Regions from separate parts of the Callithrix jacchus genome. Here region 1 is linked to region 2. A link is a contact called in public Hi-C data. All regions are on one chromosome and are shown on one strand. Each heading gives the region's core, a stretch centred on a gene start, on an enhancer-like site or on the middle of the called end of the contact. The rest is flanking DNA. Distances are from core to core; before and after follow the strand shown. Region 1 overlaps LOC144581603 (a long non-coding RNA gene). Region 2 holds the start of LOC144581598.

Region 1 (3,586 bases), core at 720-3,219, 990 kb after region 2:
AACTGTTCTGAAACACTCTAATCTAGTGCTTTCAATGTTTTCCCCCATCTAAACCAAAACTATTGGTTGAGTCTACAGAAAACTGCCAATATTCAACTATGTGTGACATACAAAAATGTCAGTTTGATATGGTTCAGCCTAATAACAGAGGGTGACTTGAGCTTTTGGCTGTATTAGTTCTAAAGTTCAGCTTTTCAAAGACTCAGTAGACTATTGTGACCTGAAACTTCCCTTTGTAACTTTGTTATTCTGGGAATCGAGTTATATATCCCTAACAACTGACCACAAACAATTTTTGGAACACAACCCATTCATAAGTTGAGGTCTGCCTACAAAGAATGTTCTTTCCTGTGCAAGGCAGGTTGATGAATTGCATTTATTAGAATTACAGGATAAAGAAACCACAAAAGGCTAACTTCGGGTCTTCAGATAGTCCTCTCAGCCTTCTGGCTCCAAAACATAATCATAATTTAAGCTTGTCTGGTGGTGAGCCAGGCTGTCCCAGGAAAAATCAATGCAATCAGACTCGTGAGGCTAAGTGAAGGCCTCATGAGTCTCAACGTGGAAACAAAAAAAAAGCTGCCTAATCAAAAGCAAACTTCAGAAATGAAGGAGAGATAAAGAAAACAAACAAACGAGTAAAGAGAGTACACAAATGTGGGGATGTGATTCTAAACGGTGTCTTAACCATGCTTGCCTGTTGAAATAACTTGCGAAGGTTTAAAGATACAGGTGCCTGTGCCTCCCATACATTCTAATTTCAGTGGACAGTAGTGCATCTGGGCACCCAGTTCTATAAAGCTCCCTAGGCAATTCTAATAAGCATTCATTTTTAAGAATCCTGCTTCTAAAGATTAATCCAAAACCAGGAAATAGATTCAAGGAGTAAAAGGTAGGAAATATGAATAGGATTTTTAGGTCTAAAATGAGCCCTTGATCCAGGCAGTCACTCTAACAGGTGAGGCCAGTGTCAGAATTCCCTGTGGTAGTTTCCTAGAGGCATAAAGGCTTCCAGGGAGTCAGAAAGGCATGTGGCATCAGGAGGAGATAGCAAATGGTCATAGGGTCCCAGTCATAGGTTCAGGTAGAATCTGAAGGAAAAGGGAAAATAAGGGGTAAAAAAACAGGCACAAATTCCACCACTAAGAGAACTCTGAAGATAGGGCAGGAAACAAAAAACCAAGATGTGCTTAGATGGACACAAGGTAACATCATGAAGCTGAAAGATGAGATTCATTGAATACTGAGTCCTCAGGTCCTTCTTTTCCTTCTCCTTACAGCCAGGATTGCTCCTACAGCCCAGAGGAAACTGTTATTATCCCAGCTGTGGGGGTAAAGAATTTAGGGGCGAAACCCCAGCAAGCCTCTGTAGTTTTTTCCCTTAGAATAAGCAACTTGCTTCCTTCTATGTGCCATACCCAAAAAGGAGGGTCTTTTTGTTTAAGTTCTGCTCAAGACCTAATTTTTTAGGAAAACTTCCATCTAATGGCATAATGTATGGCCCACTCTCTCCCTCAATGTATAGTCATATACAGCTGCACTGTTTGTACACTGCATAAAGGCACATGAATGAGAGTTAGGGACTGAAGTCATGTGGCCTGGTACCGAGCTGTTTCTGCCCAGAGAACCCTCCTTTTCTACTTGACACAAAGCCTCAGTGGGAGTTAGGAGTAGCTCTGACAGTAACGAATGATTTGCATCTATTTAAATCTTTGTTGATAAATGATTAATCTACTGACTCTAACCCTACCAAAATTGATGGATAAATGCTATGTTTTAAATATTTAACAGGGCAATCTGCATTTACTCCGCACACTGACATTTTCTCTTTAAAAATGTTCATTTTTTTAAAAAAGAAACTCCATCAAGTGTAGCAAGAAAAAGCTCGTACTCTTGCCCAGTCAACTTCATCCACTGACGACAGCAGGGAAAAACATAAGAGCCCCTTGTTTTGCTGTCTTTGTTTCCCATGTTCTGAGCAAAATTGCACTGAAATTATGAACAGCTAGCAAATGGTATATAAATGACCAAAAACCAAATGACAGCTCTATGAACAGTCAGGCTGGCCCTGGCAAAGCCAGGCTGCTTGGGTTCTGGAACAAGAATTAAGGAATCAAGTTCCATTCCTGGCACTATCCCCAGTTTGCTGTTAACCTTTTTTGTTGTCACCTCTTTTGCATCCATAGGGCGTTGTGACATGCACTGCAGTGCAAAGGAGACAGTGTTTGACAAGATCTGAGCATCTTGGACAGAGGCCACAGAGCCAAGTCAATGCAGAGAGAGCTCCTCACAAGTGTCTCTCCCTGGGGCTCAGCTCTCTAAGGGATCTCTCTCCCCGGGGCTCAGCTCTCTAAGGGATCTCTCTCTCTGAGACTGTTGAGCTGCTTGTTGAGGTGTCAGCCCTTAACTCAATGGGAATCATTAGGGGAAAAAACGAATCGTAGAAAATATCTCATTTCCCAATGGGACAGAGATTCTTGACAGAGCTTAACCCAGCAGTGTAGAAAAATTCAAGAGAAATGCAACAGTGCCCTCAAGGAACAGACACATCTTGTGCATCTGAGCTGTGCTTTCTTTCCATCCTTTGATTACTGTCACTCCCCCAGGCTCACTCAGTATTAAACCCTTTCATACCATGTGGCTCCTCTTGAGACTCCATCATAACTGTTTAGGTTCAGATGAAGACAGCTCAAACCATTCTATTTGGACCTCAGTTTCTGCCCTCTGTCTTTCCTCACCAGAAAAAAAACATTCCTTCATTTTGGAAATCATATCTATTCTAAAGTTAGGAACATGGTCCCTTCATAGCTGATGGACCCTTCATAGACCATCATGGTCCCTTCACCACAGATGTTCTGTGCATACACCTCCAAGACTGACTTAGTTTCCAGAAATTACCTCCTTTCTCTAAAACTTCCCAAAGAAGGAAGAATCAGTGAACTCACCCAGCAAATTTGTTCAGATCTGGGTCTGGTCTCACATCTGTTTCCTTCTCTACCCACGGGAATGCTGAGTGTGGGGGTTTTTTGGAACAAATGAGAAGAAAGTTCCTATTTAATAGAAGGTGGAGTGTTGGTTATTAAACCTGGGCCCCATCACCATCTCGGGTGCATCTATTTCCTCAGGAATCCTGTTCTGATAGCATCCTCCAGGCCTGGTGCTCCCTTCTCAGAATTTACAATGGAAGATTGGGTGGAGACAGGACTGGCTTTGGTTTTGTTTTGCAGAAAACCAGATCTCTCTCTCTGCTTTTAAATTGCCTTCGCCTTGCTCGCCAAGGAGAGGCCATAGAGGCACCTGTGATGATACTGCCCTTGCTCCCACTCACTGTATTTATACCCTGACTACCGTACTCCAGATTTAAGGCTCCCAAGTTGGACCAAGTGACCTCCACAATCCTTCCATAATTCTTTAAGCCTTTTTCATCAATTAAAACAATTTTCAAGTATAACCCCCTTTTGCTTTTCTCCTTCCCATCATTCATATTCAGCCAGACTAGTTAAAATCAAAAGGAATAAAAAGTAACAAAAACCTATGTGTGTGGCTATTAAATAGGAAGCTATAGTTTGAAAACCTCAATCTTCTC
Region 2 (3,313 bases), core at 686-3,185:
ACCCATAAAACTACATTTGTAAGAGTGTCTTCTCTGTACCAGGAGGAAAAGTTTGACTCTAAATCATGAAAAACTCTTTTGTCAGTGAAGAAATAAGAAACCCCACTCCTATTTACTATACATTTCCTGGTCATGCTTCCTTAACTTGCCCGCCCCATACTCTTTTCTTTTGGTTTAGCTAAAGATGGTATTTAAGCCCAATTTTCAGCAATTTCATGGGTTATCTCCCATGTATATAGGAGACATACATGTTAATAAACTTCCTTGTTTTCTTGTTAATCTGTCTGGTTACAGGGATCCAGGTCAACTTTGAAAGGTAGAAAATTATTTTTCCTTCCTTACAACATTTCTCACTCAGAATTGTTGTAGGATTAAGTAAGGCATTTCAAAATACTGCACAGTCCTCAATAAATGTAACACTATCATAATTAGAGTAAGAAAAATTAAACGTGTTCCTAGGTTAGTAAAACTGCACAGTAAATCTGGAAATAGAAAACTAAGCCGTGTTTGCATTCACTGGACTATGCTCCTCTCTTCATCCTCCCAATCCCCCATCCCAGGAAGTCTCGGATTGACTCTTCATGCGCCGGGGCAGCTCATGAGGCATCTCAACAGATGCATTCGGAAGAAGTCATAGATGACTCTGATTCCAAACTCTTAATCGGCATCGATTTTTAATACCAGTAACTGTCAAAGGCCTACAGTCCTCAACTGTGGCCCACTCCGACACCTAACAGCACTTCTGGAATATTCCACAAGATGCCGCCCTTGCTTTCCAATCTTCGGGCCACCGGCGGAGGACGCCTTGCCAGGGCGCCGACCTCGCTCTCCAGGGTTCAGGGCCTGACCTCGTACAGAGGCTCGCTTAAGGGGGATGGGCGGGGGTCTGACGGGCCTTGAGGGGGATCCTGGCACGGTGGGCCGATCGGCCCGGGATCCCAGCCTGCGGGCCGGAGTCCGCCCCAGCGCGATGCGGGAAGAGCTCGAATGTCCGGCTCCACGAACCGTGGCCTCTCCCCCGGCACGGCCTCTCGGCACTGCCCCTGATAGACACCAGCGAGCTCGTCACAGCGCCGCGGAGCAGCGGCAACCGAGTCCTGTCACATGGCCAGGGGAGGCCACGCATGCCCGTGCGGTGGGCTCCGGGCACCCTAACACCTAGACACAGAAGGCGCCGGGGGCGAGGCGGCCGGGAAGGGCTGCGCGGGGGAAGGGCTGCGTCTGCACCCGCGCCCAGCTCGCTAGGGTCACTGCACTGCCCCGCCACCCGGCGGCTGGGGCGGGGGTGGGGCCGGTCGCTTGACCTCGGATTTCTGTTTTTATCGCTGAGGCTCGGAGCCTTCGAAGAACGGGCGGCAGGACCCACAGACGCCCCTGATGGCCTCCTCGTGGCCGCGAGAACTCTCAGCGGCCGGAGTTCGAGGTGCGCGGCCCGGTTCGGAAGCTGGACCGGGGTGGCGGGACAGACCGGCTTCTCGGCCCTGCGCGCTCAGGGCGGCCGTGGGGCGGGGCGTCGGCCGTGACGCAATGTTGCGTTTCGAATCTCCGCCCCATTGTCGCCGGCTGGTATATAAGACTTCGAGCCTTCTCACTCGCACAAGTGGACCGGGGTGTCGGTTGCGCGTCGGCAGCAGAGGCAGGGGTGCGAGGGCCACGGCCGGTTCGGACGTGTGACCGCGCCTAGGGAGGGGACGGCAGCGGGCAGTGTGGGGCGGCGAGGCGACCATGGAGCTTTTGCGGACTATCACCTACCAGCCGGCTGCTAGCACCAAAATGTGCGAGCAGGCGCTGGGCAAGGGTTGCGGAGGGGACTCGAAGAAGAAGCGGCCGCCTCAGCCCCCAGAGGAATCGCAGGCGCAGCAGTCCCAGGCGCAGGTGCCGCCGGCGGCCCCGCATCACCATCACCACCACTCGCACTCGGGGCCCGAGATCTCGCGGATTATCGTCGACCCCACGACGGGAAAGCGCTACTGCCGGGGCAAAGTGCTGGGAAAGGTGACGAGCGGAGGGCGCCGGGCTGTCGGGCGGGCGGGAGGTCTGCCCGGGCGACCCCGAGCCGGGCGGGCCCGCGGGGTCCCGCGCCCGCGGCTTCCGGGTTTCTCGGGGGTCCGATCCCAGCGCGAGGTGGGCTCCTCACCTGTCCTGTGGCTTTTGTGCCCCGGCAGCGCAGGCGATCTCGGCTTTGCAATCAGCCTCAGAACTGTGTGCCTCCCGTAGCCCAGAGAAATGCATCTTGAAAGAAGCGAGGGCTTTTCTATTTCAGACCTCTGTCCCTCCACCTGCTCCCAGAGAATTTTCCTGACAAGTCTCATCAAACATTATTTTTCATGTCTCCCCGCTCCGACCCTCCATAAATCTCCCGTTTGTAAAGGAAAAAGAGAAACTGAACTTGCTGTTTCTAGCAATGCGTTTCTCTTCACGAGGGAGCTTCAACGGAGTAGAATGCATCCCTCTGTCCACTCTCCTCCATTCCTCTTTTTTTTTTGCTTTTCTTTCTTCCCATTTATTTATTTATTTAAAGTATCTGCCGTCCATTTTTGTGCCATACTCAATTCCATCTCGGCTTTGTTTCCTTTCAGGGTGGCTTTGCAAAATGTTACGAGATGACAGATTTGACAAATAACAAAGTCTACGCTGCAAAAATTATTCCTCACAGCAGGGTAGCTAAACCTCATCAAAGGGAAAAGGTGTGTATGACTCTTGAGTAAAGTATTTTCTTTGTGTGCACGGATGGCCCTTCCCTGTTAGGAAAATGTCTTCTGCCTGTGTAATCACTGGCTTTTCCGAGGTGACTGGAGGCTAACAAGCCCTACCTTGCTTTTTCATGTAGATTGACAAAGAAATAGAGCTTCACCGAATTCTTCATCATAAACATGTAGTGCAGTTTTACCACTACTTTGAGGACAAAGAAAACATTTACATTCTCTTGGAATACTGCAGTAGAAGGGTAAGTGTCAATTCCTATTTGAGGACATTTACTTTCCCTGAATTAACATGGCATTCAAACAGTATTTTATCTGGGATTTTAGCTGTGGCAGTACTCATACTGCAATGTTAACTTTCATTGCTCAACCTGCAAAGGGAAACCAGTGATTTTGATAACTGTTTGACAGCTTCTCTTTTTTCCTTCTCGTATCCCTAGTCAATGGCTCATATTTTGAAAGCAAGAAAGGTGTTGACAGAGCCAGAAGTCCGATACTACCTCAGGCAGATTGTGTCTGGACTGAAATACCTTCATGAACAAGAAATCTTGCACAGGGATCTCAAACTAGGTGAGTCCTTGACACCGAAAGCTGAGTTTTGTGTTAGAGAT

What was found. Hi-C and Micro-C count contacts between places; a contact is called where the count stands out from the background.
Region 1: a contact with region 2 is called in a Hi-C map of skeletal muscle, with 18 times the contacts expected there. The contact joins the enhancer-like site here to the promoter of LOC144581598 in region 2. A contact is called at or near these places in 3 of 3 Hi-C or Micro-C datasets (induced pluripotent stem cells and skeletal muscle).

The regions. Positions count from the first base shown.
Region 1 is chr2:152,397,777-152,401,362 of calJac240_pri, forward strand. All of the region lies in intron 3 of LOC144581603 (a long non-coding RNA gene), which reads right to left. Among named protein-coding and RNA genes, the nearest start is that of ACTBL2, 27 kb to the right of the region's middle. Within about 2 kb of position 1,970, at least 2 of the 16 cell types and tissues checked have an H3K27ac peak or open chromatin away from gene starts, as enhancers often do.
Region 2 is chr2:151,409,379-151,412,691 of calJac240_pri, forward strand. It overlaps LOC144581598, which reads right to left and starts at 1,936. Exons shown (of 3, transcript XR_013532633.1): 1 at 1-1,936. PLK2 (polo like kinase 2) reads left to right here and starts at 1,599. Exons shown (of 14, transcript XM_002744937.6): 1 at 1,599-1,995; 2 at 2,580-2,687; 3 at 2,831-2,947; 4 at 3,143-3,272. The coding sequence starts at 1,726.